Regions from separate parts of the Sus scrofa genome. Here region 2 is linked to region 1. The links are chromatin contacts, called in public HiChIP or PLAC-seq maps. All regions are on one chromosome and are shown on one strand. The core of a region is the stretch at or near the end of the contact, and the rest is flanking DNA. Distances in the headings are between cores, read along the strand shown.

Region 1 (6,558 bases), core at 1,642-4,141:
CTGGTGTGATGAACATGTTCTAAAACTGAATCATGGTTACACAACCCCATATATTACGGAAAATAGCTGTACATTTTGTATGGGTGAATTTCCGGCATACAAATTACATTCCAACAAAGCCGTTAAAATGAGCTGATGAATAATATGTATAGTCTAATCTCATCTGAAAAGAAACCAAACCCGAAAACACCAAAGCAAAAGAGAAATAGGACATGGAACTTTCTCAACTACCGTCACCGTGGTTTGCATGAGATCTTTAGTCCTTACTCATCCTACTCATAGAAACAGAGAGCAGAAAAGTGGTTGCCAGGGGTTGTGTGGGGAGGGGGGTTGACGGTAATAGTCGGGTTTGTTAACCACTGAGCCATGATGGGAACTCCAGTGTTGACATTTTAAAAATTAACTCTGATCCATACTAAATTTTGATGTTAGTTGATATCCCAAGAAGATAACATTCATTCATTGCTCTGGCATGGGGACAAAGACGACTGCCAAAGGTACTTGATATCCCTATTTGTTTGTAACTTTTTTTTTTTTTTTTTGCTTTTTAGGGATTTTAAACTTTTTCTTATGGAAAATTTCAGACATATATAACAGTGGATAGACAGAATGGTCTAGTAAATTTCCATGTCACCGTTTCCACAAATAGCAACTCATGGCCAATCTTGTTTCATCTCTACTTCTGCCCACTTTCCCCACACCTTGTACTAAGGCTTAAAAGAGCTGAGCTGCCTATTAAGCTGAGCTGCAAAAATGGAAACACCAATAGCTCTGAGCTCTTGAGATGCCTGGGTGAGGAGCCAGAGGCCAGTCCTCTGGGGATGACCCTCTAGGCATAAGATACTATCTCTTTCCAGAAGAAAAGGCTTGGCTGAGACGGAAAGAGCCTGGGAGGTCAAGAAAGACTCTGTCGTCCACCCTGGGACTGTGCCTGCTCAAATGCGAATGGACAGATTTCTAGGCATAATCTGCTCATCACCAGTAGGTGAAGGAGGCTGACCTTCCCAGGGCACATGTAGAGCGCTCGGATGAAGTAATTTGCCACGTGGTCTCCTCGTGCCTTGGAGGAACTAATCACCTCACGGAGATGGGTGGCTTGTGCCTCAGGCAGGTCATTCCTCTCAAACACGCAGCAGCGAACTTGAACAACCTGGGAACTTCCTCCAAAGAGGAGTCAGCAAACCCTGGCGGGTCCTCTGTCCTCGAGGCATGTCCCCGCCCCCAGCCCTAGGAATCTCTGCACCCAAAGGCAAGACCAGGGCACGCTGGCTTGGGGACTAACCCTCACATTGCCACCTTTTGACTCCCGGCCGGGTCCGGGTGCACACCCAGCTCTCTGCTTTTGGAGAGAAGAGTCTGGTCACCAAGCACACATGCCTCGGATGCCTTGGATGGCGTTCGGCCCCTTCAGGATAGGGCATGTCTGGAGACGAGCTTCAGAACTCAGCACTCGATAAATAAGCCGTCTTTATTTGAGGGTGAAAACTGTTCCGAGCGAGCAGCTGTACAGAGCCTGCTAGCACATCCTGAAGCCATTCAGATCTCCAGGGAGAGCTGCTGAGGCTCGAACTCGGATGGCTTCATCACGCTCACACCGCGCTTCTGAAATGAAAGTCTTACTGGTGGGCAAAGAGGAAAGCTGCTCTCGTCACCATCATTAACATGGTTAAAATCCAAAGCGCAGCCCTGGCTTCCTGTGGGATCTGGAGAAAGATATTCAGCTTTCCTGGTTCCAACCCTTCCAGTTATGCCGCCACTGGGTCCGAGGCCTTCGTTAAGGCCAGGAAAGCAAGGTGAGATTTGGCGGTGTTTATTCCTGATGTCCGTGGCTCGTCACAAGGCCTTCCTCACGTCCAGGCCATCGTCTCCCACTCCGACTGCTTGGCATAAACCAAGATCTCTACCTATTCTCAGCAACAAACAGATCTGTCAGCCTTTTTGCTCCTTGTATTTTGGCAGCAAGCCTCCTTTAGGTAGTTATTAACTTTTAAATATGAAATCCAGGCACCAAATCATGAAGCAGAAAAGACATACATAATTTGGGTTAATTAAAATGCCTCCAAGTGAACAGGTGACAGATGTCAAGCCTCCTGGCACCCGGAAGAAAGGCAGTGCAACAGACTATTAGGATTCCTGTGTTAATCAGGTAATAGTAACTTGGGTAATTAGCAAATCACACCAAATCTTGTTTAGGTCCCAAATCTCATTTAGAGCCTTTTGGAGAAACTGTTTAAATACAAAGGACACACTCTCCTACTGACAGACGATGCCTGCTTACTGGGGCAGATATCCCAGCTTCCCTGCCTCTATTAAATCCATTTTAATTATGAAGTCTCAAGGTCTAATTCACCAAGGACTGGAAGACAGAGTACTTGTCCCTTTGCTCTTGCTAAGGAGTCAAGGAGCCCTGAATTCTGGAATTCCAGTAGATTTCACAAAGTCAACAAGTACGAGAAAAACGGTGATGCTCTTTGCCACGGATCGACCAAGGCACTCACTCCATACCTGTTAGAAAAACATTGACCTTTGCCTATTTCTAATTCACACGTAAGGAGCTGGACAATTAACACCCCATCCGAAGGAGGAAGCCTTTGGCTCCTGGGCCAGGGAGCAGTCCAAAGAACGAGCACAGCGGGGCTCTCAGTGAACCCGGTTAATTAGCGGTAGGCATGCTCAGAGTTGTGCTTCTGCATCCCCTTCTCCGTAAGCTTATTATTTTAAACCATTTTTACAGAGCTCTTTACAGCACTCCTCCTCTCCTCCGATCTAAAAGTACATCTGAAACATGACTGAATTCCACTCCTGTCATCCGGCTTAGAATAGCTCAGCCTGGGCTTGTTCCTACAAGATAGTTGGTTTAAGCCTCAGGACTGCTGGCTGTCACTTGTCCGTGTTCCTTTTCAGCTGGAGAGTGTCAGGGAATAGGTCCGTGGCAGGGCCTCAGTAGTCAGTTACGTTGCCTACTTCGTGCTCGGAACTGCATCTATTTTTTTTCCCTTTCCTTCTATTTATATTCTCTTACCTAATCGCCCGGCCAGCATTCTGGAGCGGGGAGAGGTCAGGGAGTTGATGTCATTGTTGATATAAAGACGGAGAGGACAGGAACCTGAAGTCGTTTGGGTACCAGAGCTTGGCCACTTAGTATAGTTGGGGGACCTGTGTCAAGTCTCATCTACCCTTTGAGCCCCATGCGTGACATGGGAGCAAAAACATGTCCCTCAACTGTGCAGGGTGGTGTGGGAACGAAAGAGGAGGACAAGCAGCAGGGGGTTCTATTCACCAGAAAGCATCACACAAGGAGTTTACCCCAAAGGCCTTCTGAGAAGCCATGCAGCCAGCCAGCCAGGGCCAGTGCCCAGAAATGGGGCACCTCCCCTCCCATTCTCAGAGGGTCACTGCCTGCCCGGCTCGCTGGCTCCTACACTGCATGGCAGGAAATGGGCAGATGCCCTCAGGGGCCTTGTGTGATGTCTGCTGTTAAAAGATGGGCTGCAGGGAGGGCAGACGAGTGGAGGGAAAGATCTACGGACAAGGAGTTCTTCTAATTTTTAATTTTTTTAAATGGCCACACAGGAGGCATATGTAAGTTCCCAGGCCAGGGATTGAACCCACGCCATAGCTGCTGTAATGCTGGATCCTTTAACACACTGCACTGGACCGGGGATCGAACCAGCGCTGCCACAAGACAAGCTGGATCATTAACCCACTGTGCCACAGCGGAAACTCCTGGGCAAGGAGTTTAGACACTGGGGTTCTAGGTACAGCTCTGCCGGTAACCTACATCTTAACCAGTGACTTGGCAAATAAAACAAACTACTAGGCTGAGAGCTGGTGAACTGTTAGGGAGGAAAATGGTTGAAACCAACATGGGTTCTGAAGAATCAGTCATCAGAACGAGACTTTTTCAACAGGTATGAGAGTGATGAACCTGAACGTCATGTAGAAAGGACAGATCTGTATTCAGAAAGATAGAAATGAGCTGCCCCGCGCAGTTCGAACGGTCAGGATGGAGAGATGTGGTTGGGACAAAAATGCAATTGGGTGAATCCGTAAAGGTTTGACGTGCCCACGGGGAGAGGATGAAGGTCCCCAACAGGAATGTCTTCGCCCTCTCGGGTTCCACAGTTGTATTAGCCACAGATGCAGATCGGGGGTGTGATCAGATGACAAGCTGCTGCAGACACAGGCTTCTGCCCCCTTTCACACCGTGTATGCACGTCCTCCTGCCGCATCATTAATCCTGAGCTCTTCCCTCGGCCAGTTCCTACTCACGAATACTCCGTGTTCCAGAAAGCCCTAATCTTTCAGCACCTTTCCTCCATGTGTCTATACAGCCCTTCTCCTGTACTGTCTGTGCCAATAAACTCTTTAAGGGAAGTGACTGTGCCCCCGTCATGGTCCCCCTGGACCCCCTGGCTGAGCACAATGCCTCTTCCGCTCTTTGAGCCCCATGTGTGAAATGGAAGCGAAAGCATGTTCCCCGGACTGTGCAGGGTGCTGCGAGAAAGGAAGGGGAGGACAAAAGGCAGGGGTTTTGTTCGCCAGAAAGCATCACACAAGTGGTTTACTCTGAAGACCTTCTGAGGAGCTAGAAGCCATGCAGCCAGCCAGGGGCAGTGCCCAGGAACAGGGCACTCCCCAGCCCCACCCATTCTCGGGGTGGAACTGAATTTTCCTATGACATGAAGCCAGAAACATGGTATATTGACTCATAAAACACAGATCCCAAACACCTTAACAGATTAAAAGAGATGGGTGAACGCCATCTTAGCCCAATAAGATGGCCTTCATTTGGGAATAGATGTAGTTTGTGCAGAGGTGCACGAATAACAAATACACACACACATGGGGGAGCAAATACGCTAAACAATTACGTCTGTAAAGAAAAGCTCAAAGTTAGGAACAAATGCGTGTTTCGGTTAAGTCACCTGAAGAGTCAACGGCACTAAACAGCAGAAAGGTCTCCATCCAAAGCAGTGAGAGCCTCTCAGCCCATGCTGGGTTAGCCCAGATCTGAGAGTTCCCAAGCCAGAGATGTCTGGAAGAGAGAAACCAGAAGGGCACAGGTTGGGAAGCCCAGAGATACGAGGAATGGCCCGAAGAACTGAACGTCGGCCTAGAGACGGACCACTTAGGAATCTGCAATTACTTTCGAATGTCTGGAGCGATCTCGAGAGCAAGGAGATGGAATTTCATCTCGGTAGATCCAGGAGGGGCAGAACCAGTGGGAGAAAGCAACGAACAGGCTTCAATTCACGTGGGGGGCAACTTTAAACGAATGTGAGGTCTCCTCAAGGCCCTGGCTCAGGACTAAGGCTTCCAGCCCAGGAGGTTCAGGCGGAGGCCAAACCGCCTCCTCCTGGGGATGCTGAGGACATGTGCAAAGGTAGACACTGTCAGGGCCACCTCTGTACTTCACCCCAGTCACAGGTCCAAGGGAAAGGCTGGCAGATCCACCACAGTCAGGGTTTGGCAGGGAGAGGGGGGGGCGGTATTCTGAGTGGACACGTGTCTGCCTCACCAGAACAAGCAGATGGTGGGTGTCCACAGGGCACCAGTGGGAACGTGGGAGCCCAGCCCCACTAACAGAGAGCAACAGCGAACTGGTTCCACGGCGAACTGGTGGAAACGCAAGGTTGGAGCCATCCAACAGGGCTTGGCATCCTGCACCAACTCAAAGCCAAAGCCTTGAGGGCTCCAGCACGGAAGACTTCCGGGCAGGCATAAAGGGCTTTCTCCAAAATCCGAAAAAGCATTTTGTGCCTCCCCAGTTGGCAGCTGGGATGAAAGCCTCTTTTTCTTCAGCGGGGCCGGTTAAATTCTTGGCACTGCTGGCTGGGAGCAAAGAGACGGTTCCCATGAAAAGGCACTGCCCAATGGACTCCCTGGCTACCTGCTAGTGGGGTGGCTGCCCTTACCAACAACAGAAGCTGGCAGCCAGAAGCATGGTCTTCTCCTGAGTTTTCTGGAACCTTTCGCAAATCCAGGTCGACGACCACCACCTCCACCCCAAAAAGCAAACACACCACATAAGCCCACCACCCAAGAAGGAGGCCCGTGAGGCGTCCTACTTTTCATTTTGCTAAGCTGCTGGAGGTAAAGGACCAAGCGGAAAGCAGGGTGCCAGAGTTCCTTTTCCCTGAGGCCCCGGTCCAAGTAAAACGGAGAGAAATGAGACTGGGAAAGAAAGAGAGAGACCTTCAACACCACAAAAAGCTAATGGCTGGAAACCGGGGGAGGAGCAGGGCTGGATGGCTGGAAACTGGGCTTCCTTGGTGGCTGAACGCATGCCCTACATAGACACGGAGAGAGGAGCCCCAGCCCCGTGCCAGCCCCCTGCAGGACAGGCGGACAGTGCTGGTTTTGTTGGCAGATTTTTTTTTCTTCTGGTGGGGTGCTTTCTTCCTGCACAGCAGGCGCCAGAGTGAAAGCTGACAAGCACTGGCAGAATTTTAAAAAATTGCTGCCCCTCTCCCACAGACGTCCATTATGTCTCCGGAGCCTCACGATTCACAGCATAAAAGCATAATCAAGAGAAATCACGGTTCAGCTCAGGCA
Region 2 (6,558 bases), core at 1,181-3,680, 150 kb before region 1:
CAGACTGATGGGACTTGAGCCACGGCCCCTGCGGCTTCAGCCAGAGCTGTAGCCCCAGACCACCCGGCCCACCATCAAAGCTGCAGGGGGGGGGGCTCCCCCACCAATCAGCTTGTGAGATTAGCACTGCCCTCCCACAGTGAAATTTTATGGACCAAATCTGCCTGCCCCCCGGGCTCCACGGCATAATCTCGCGAGCAGCTTAAAGCCACGCTTCTGGAAGGCCAGAGCACAGCAGGGCTCCGGAGAGGGAGAGGTGGTCTGTGGCTCTAAACATCTGGAGGTGGAGGAAGAGCTGCGTCCAGTTTCCCTGCACTCTTGTCAGACGGTTCAATAAGTTGAGGCTTTGAAGATTTTCCCAGTGGTGTTTGTTACCTGGTGTCAATTTGCCCTTTCTTAACATTGCTTTTTATTGCTCTTGGCTACGAATACCGGCCCGGAGTCGGGAGACCTGACTTGCAGGCAGGCAGGCCACTTTGCAGGAGACCTTGAACTTGATGTGCACGAAGCTGACAGTTCCTTGAAGGCCTTGTCAGCCATCCATCCAGTAAACACGGCCACTACCCCGCGTCCAAAGAGACCCAAACCCACGAGCACCTAGCCAGACCCTCTGCACCTGTCCTGAAGCAATTATTGACATTATCACCAGACAATGACTCTCTTTTTGAACTTGTTTTCCTGATATTTAGCAGCCCGAATACTAATCCCCTTAACAAAACTGTCCCCAGGCTGCCCCCCTCCCGCTAATCTCTTCTCTCCAGGGAGGAGGGCTGGTGCTGGATACCAGTCCGTCTACTTTGCAGCACCTGGATTTGCATTGATTCCGGCTCTTGTCATTCATGTTACCAACAGGAATTAGCATAAGGCATTAAGGGGAAACTCTGGAGAAGAAAAGAAAGGCCATTTTGATGGAAATAAGGGGCAAAGGAATAATCTGCCATCAACTAAAATGCTTATTTGTGTATGGTTTCCCAAGCAAAGCTTAGAAAAAGCCTGTGTTGATTTTAGTGTACACAAAGAAACCTTAATCCTTTCAAGGCAACTAAATCACCCCCAGAAAAGCAGCTCAGAAGAAAGGCACCCTGTCAGAAGGATGACTATTCACAACCAAATAGATGCCACAAATCACACGCGGTAAGTAAACAAAAATAAGAATGTGGGAGACGTTTGATTGGAAAAGGGAGAGGGGAGGGGGGAGCGGAGGAAGAAGCTGGAGGAGGAGGAGGAGGAGGCTCGTCATCAATCTCTCCTCCTCTGCCCCAAGGGAGCCTTTCGCCCCAGAGGGCAGCAGGGCCTGGATGCAGGTCCCAGAGCCAGCTCTCCAGTCGGGGCTGGGCCTAGTGTGGGGAAATGCATTCCGAAGCTTTACACTGCAGGCTAGCAAAGGAAAGGCAGAGCCATGCGGGGGCTGGGGGTCCTGGGCAGGGGGCGGGGGCAGGAACGTCTGGACTCCTGGGGACCTGTCTGCCCAGGCTCCTCCTCAGTCTGCAGGGTGCACGACTGTCTACCCACCCTCCCCCTTTGTCAAAAGGAGCAATCAACAATCACGCATTTGCCATAGGAGCCCTGTACGCTATGAACTGCCACCTATCTTCTTTTATTGGGCTTTTAGCGTTATGGACAACAAATTTACATAAACTTTCAGTCCATCAAAATATATGATGAAGTATAAAACCGGAATACTCCATTATGCAGTAAAAAAGATAAAATTCAATATGACAATAATTCTGGGAGTAACAGCGATCACATAAGCATGTACACCTCAAGGGAACGCTAAACATAATGTACTCTTTGAAATTGCAGTTGGTTCAAATTCTAAAATAATCTGGGAGCTCAAAATAACTGCACTTGGAACTGTGTCCCACTAACCAGTTCGCAAAAATGCTAGCCAAGGCAGCTAGGGAAGGCCGAGGTGGTTTCAAGTTTCCCTTCGTGAAGGCCCAACCCCGTTCCAGCTCCCAAGCATCTTTCATGTGACACAGACAGAGACCACGACAGACAGCACACGTTTCTGTATTTAGCAGTTATCATGCAAGCACCTACATCAGGGCCCACAGCAGCGAGGAAGAGAGCAAACGGTTGGTACAATTTATACCTTCCAAATTATACTCCTTTGCAAGCCCCTGATTAGAAGCTCCCTTAAATTTCCTTACTTCCAACAATACTGCTACAAATGAAAACTGCCCAGAAACCTATTGGCAGTGATTTAAGACAAGTTTTCGTTTAATGTACTGCTATATCATTAGCCTCTCTTACTCTATATTGCAGTTTGGAAGAAATTAATGGGATAGCACGTACTTAAATTTTGCCCTTGCTCGTGTATTAACTTTACAGAAAGCCCACAGCAGAGTGAGGCTTGGTTTATGACCATAATACGGTGAATGCTACACATGCTCTGGTTATTAGCGTCTGCGGGCCAAATCAGCTATTTATAGTTCTCCAACTGCTGAGTTGTGGATACGTAACAATAAAGTTAAGACATGTTGCCAACTCTTCTCCTCCATTACAGCTTCTTCCGTTAAATGAAAGTCACACAGACAGCAGTAATTTCTTAGTCAAAACCATTCTAAAAAGGATTCAAGGTATTCTTCTAAAATAACCTTTTTTGTTTTGTTTTTTTGACCCATCACAAAAGCACACAGGTTCTGTCTCAAGCAAACATACGACTTATAAACAGTAGCTCCAGAAGGAAAATGGAATGACCACTGGCTTTTATGGGTTCGTCGTAGGCCAGGACGAGGACACACATTTTACAGAGAAGCTATGGCTCCGATTTAAGGAGTCTTACCTTTGTTTACAATAACAGTATTGAAGAGTTTTTCAGAGCTGGCATCTGAGGCCTGAAACACAAGAAGGGGAGGAAGCATTATTATTGGCTTAATATTATCGTCACCACCATCATGTCTATGATTTTAGGTCAATGTACTACATTTTAGAAAAGCCTGAAAAAGAAAGCAGCAATTTCCCCCTATCTTCCATAAGGTGGTGCTAGTTGACTGCAGGAGCCAGACCTGCAGTGCAGTTATCCGCTGAGAGGAAAAAAACCTGATTGTAAAAAAAAAAAAAAAAAAAAAGTGTCCTTATTAGACGTATTATCTGTGCAAAACATATTTCTATGAGATGATACGCAAAGCAATTCAGCTTATTCACATAATGATTTGTCAATTTCATTGACGTATCATTATTTTGGAAATGGTACTTTTTTCATGATATTTGCAGACATGCCTATTTTCAATCTTCTTTCACAAACCAGAAATGCCTATTATTTAATGCTAAGCTTTTCCTCATTAAAAAGTGTCAACCAGTATGTCCTGAAATTCACTTTTAAAGATTCCTCTGATGACCCCGGGATCCCTGTTCCCTGTAGCAACCAGGACGACCTTGGTGTTGATGTTGAAATGGAAACAAGCCGACCTGCCCAACAGCCCCACACTATACGCGCCATCAGCATTATTTCCTTTCCATTTTCCAGAAATCACGTCTGCTAATTATTACAGTGGCTTGAGGAAAGTGAAATCAGCCTGTTTAAGCATCAGGAGTAAAGCCAGTTTAAATTACACACTCAGGTTCTGGAAAACCAACATGACGTCGGTTGGGAGGAAAATATTTGAGAGGCACTAAATACTTCTAGAACTTGAGGAATTAAAAAAATTTACTTAAAAATTCAGCATCTCCATGACATAGTCATTTGATGATGTATCCGCATTTATAGTTATAACGGAAGTTACATTTACACTATTTTTGCTATCCAACCCTTTTTAAGAAATCACTGATTTTTACTTTATACAGAGATGCATGTTTCGACAAAGCAGCACAGAGTGTTGAATAAATCCAGGAGAAATCTAAGAAATAGGGGGAGGGGAGGAGTCTGCACTACAACATATTCTGACCCTGGAGCTGGCTTTTGGGGACAAAGGAGATATTCAATTTAGTCTTTTCGTGTTATGGTGACAAAGAGGAGATATTCCTGTGTGTTATCCGGGGAACAAGTTCCAGTTCTCACTGCAGGTGACACAGAACGACATACAATACTGTCATTACCACTATGTCCCCTTTATTTCAAGTCTCATCTTCCTACTGTAAGGGTGGTTCCCACGACTAATACATAGATCAAGAAAAAATGAATGTATGTGCAAAACAAGTGTTGAACTGTATACATTTATACATAAGCAGTTTAAAATAAAAGAAAATAAATCCTAGATAGATGTTTCCTTTTGTTTTGCATGAATATAAAATACGCTGAGGGCCTTCATGACATTTTAAACCTGATGATATAAATTGTATATGGTAGTATGTTTTCATAAAAACAAATGGCCAAAAAAACTGTTGCATGGAAGGGGGAAACAAGACATGCCTTAAAGACATCGAGAATATGTAGGTGTGAAAGCAAAAATTATAGGAATAGCGTTGCTGTATTGTAATGTTATAGTGAGATTTCTAGGAACACGAGTTTCCCAGCTGAAAACTTGGAGATAAGAGCAGTTCACTGTTCTTCAGTGAAAAAGTGTCCTTTTTCAAATTGTTCACATTGGAATGGCGACGTTACAGTCACAGCTTAAATGGCAGTGGATTATTTTTTTAAGGAAAAAGGCTGTTAGTTAAATCATTCTACACCAAACTGAAATAACTCTTGCAGATTTGGGAACTACCTATTAAAATGAGTCTAACTGGCCCAAAGAAATGTGGAAACAAAGCACTGTACCCACAATACAGAAAGCACGGGGAAGCAGAGGAAAAGGTTCCCCATCCAGCTTTTATTTGCACTTGGGGTGTGTGTGTGTGAGAAAGAGAGAGAGATGAAATAGGACAGAAGCTGGCTAGGAAGAGGCCCTTTGGCTGTCTTGCACGCCCCTACACAACCTCCTTGGTTGGGGCTGCCACCCTTGTCAGTTCTTTGGCCTCCACACCATATTCTCAAGTAGCCAGTCAAGTGATCCTTATGTCTGAAGCAAACTTAGAGGAGGTGATTATTATGATGCCAGCCAGTAAATTATTAAGGAAATAAATCCGACAGAATATTTACGGCGACCTGGGAGTATGCTAATAAAAGCTCTTCCAGCCCTTTAATTTTCTGATACATGCCTTGCAACTGGGAAGGAGGCAGGGGGTCTCAAAAAGGCCTCCATGTAAAAACACCCAGAAGAAACGAGGGCAGCGGGCTCAGGCTAATCATAAAATGAGCTGCAGCATTTCTTTCTGCCGCCCAGGTGGTTCCAACCATGGCGGACCACTGTCCTGAAAAGTCAGAAAAGAGCTTCTCAGCCCGAGTCTGAAGCAGGAACTACGAGAACATTCTCAGCTTTTTCTCCCTGAACTTTCAGATTCTACTTGCGCTTGAAAGCATTTGAACAAATTTGTGGTTCTCTGGATCTTAATCTTTGGGATGTTTTCTTTTTCACTGTTTTTAGGAAAAAGTCTGCAATTCCTTACATTACCTGGAACATTTTCCTGCCCCCCCCCTTTATAATCAGCAGTTCGGCTAATGGAAACGTGCCGAGCCGAGACTTAGCTAGCGAGCAGATCCTCTCCTCTCCTTTATTTTTTTACCACGGGGGCACCTCTACATACTAACGACTTCAGGTTTTGCTCGCCATTTCGTTTCATCCCCCTCGCTCGGTTTCGGAGAGTGAGGGCGTGAAGTGGCTGCATCTAGAAAGGATAGAAAAACAAAGCTCCCTCTTGGCTGTTTTTTATGGGGGGGGGGTTAATACTGAAAAATTGCTAGACGCCGTAGTTGGTGTTTAAAGAAAAGTTAAATAAGTCAAAGAGATTGAAGGAAGGAACACGGAGAATGAGGAAAACGAATAAAAGCCTTCGGAGGAGCAGACAGGGGTGGGACGCAGCCTCTCCTGTTAAAGGTCCACCTTCATTCCCTTCGCTCGCGGACCCCGCGGACGGCCCTCCGCACCCGCACCCGCACCCGGAGGGGCTTTGCAACCAGAAAAGAGAAACCTCCCCGAAACTTGGGTGCGAGTTCTTTGCCCAGCGGCCGCGATCCCAGCCCAGCTCTCCTTTCGCTTCCCTGGGCACCGCGCGTGCGGGCCAGGATCCCGACCTCTGCGCGGGGAAGCGCTACCCCCGGCACCGGTAGCGAGCGCAGCGCCCAGAGCTCTAGCCCGAGCGGGTGCCAGGCCCCGGCCGGAGGCAGGCGCAGCCCCTCGGGGCGGCTCCGGTCCCCGGGCACGACCGCGTAGCTCCGGCCGCTCGCGCCGCCGCTCCCCGCCGGAGCCCGGCGGGCCAGGGGAGGAAAGTACAAAGGCGGGCGACCGGGCCGCGGAGGGAGGGCGGGCGGCGGGAGGGAGGAGGGGTGGCGGCGGGGGGTTCGGGCGCGCCAGACGCGAGGAGCTCGCCCCTGCCACCCCTGCCCGCCGGCCCGGCCGCCGCAACAAAAGACCCCCGGCCCGCCGCTCCCTCCCGACCACCGGCGGCAAGCGAGGGAGCCGCGCCCCCGGGGCTGCATTACCTGGTCGTAAAGGGTTAAGCAGTCCTGTCAGCCCCAAGTTCATGGTTTGGTTCCAGAGCAAGGCTCACGATGGGGGATCGTCAGAGACCAGGGGG

What was found. HiChIP or PLAC-seq counts read pairs in DNA pulled down with a chosen protein or histone mark.
Region 2: a contact with region 1 is called in an H3K27ac HiChIP or PLAC-seq map of skeletal muscle. The contact joins two enhancer-like sites. A contact is called at or near these places in 3 of 47 Hi-C or Micro-C datasets (embryonic fibroblasts, liver and skeletal muscle) and 1 of 2 datasets of contacts at active chromatin or transcription factors (skeletal muscle).

What each region holds. Positions count from the first base shown.
Region 1 is chr3:14,554,639-14,561,196 of Sscrofa11.1, reverse strand. The region is part of intron 5 of AUTS2 (AUTS2, activator of transcription and developmental regulator); the gene reads right to left. Among named protein-coding and RNA genes, the nearest start is that of GALNT17, 470 kb to the left of the region's middle. Within about 2 kb of position 2,891, at least 7 of the 83 cell types and tissues checked have an H3K27ac peak or open chromatin away from gene starts, as enhancers often do. A contact at or near this core is called in skeletal muscle, where this site is marked.
Region 2 is chr3:14,702,068-14,708,625 of Sscrofa11.1, reverse strand. AUTS2 (AUTS2, activator of transcription and developmental regulator) reads right to left here. Exons shown (of 20, transcript NM_001246269.1): 6 at 2,789-2,840. Among named protein-coding and RNA genes, the nearest start is that of GALNT17, 320 kb to the left of the region's middle. Within about 2 kb of position 2,430, at least 5 of the 83 cell types and tissues checked have an H3K27ac peak or open chromatin away from gene starts, as enhancers often do. A contact at or near this core is called in skeletal muscle, where this site is marked.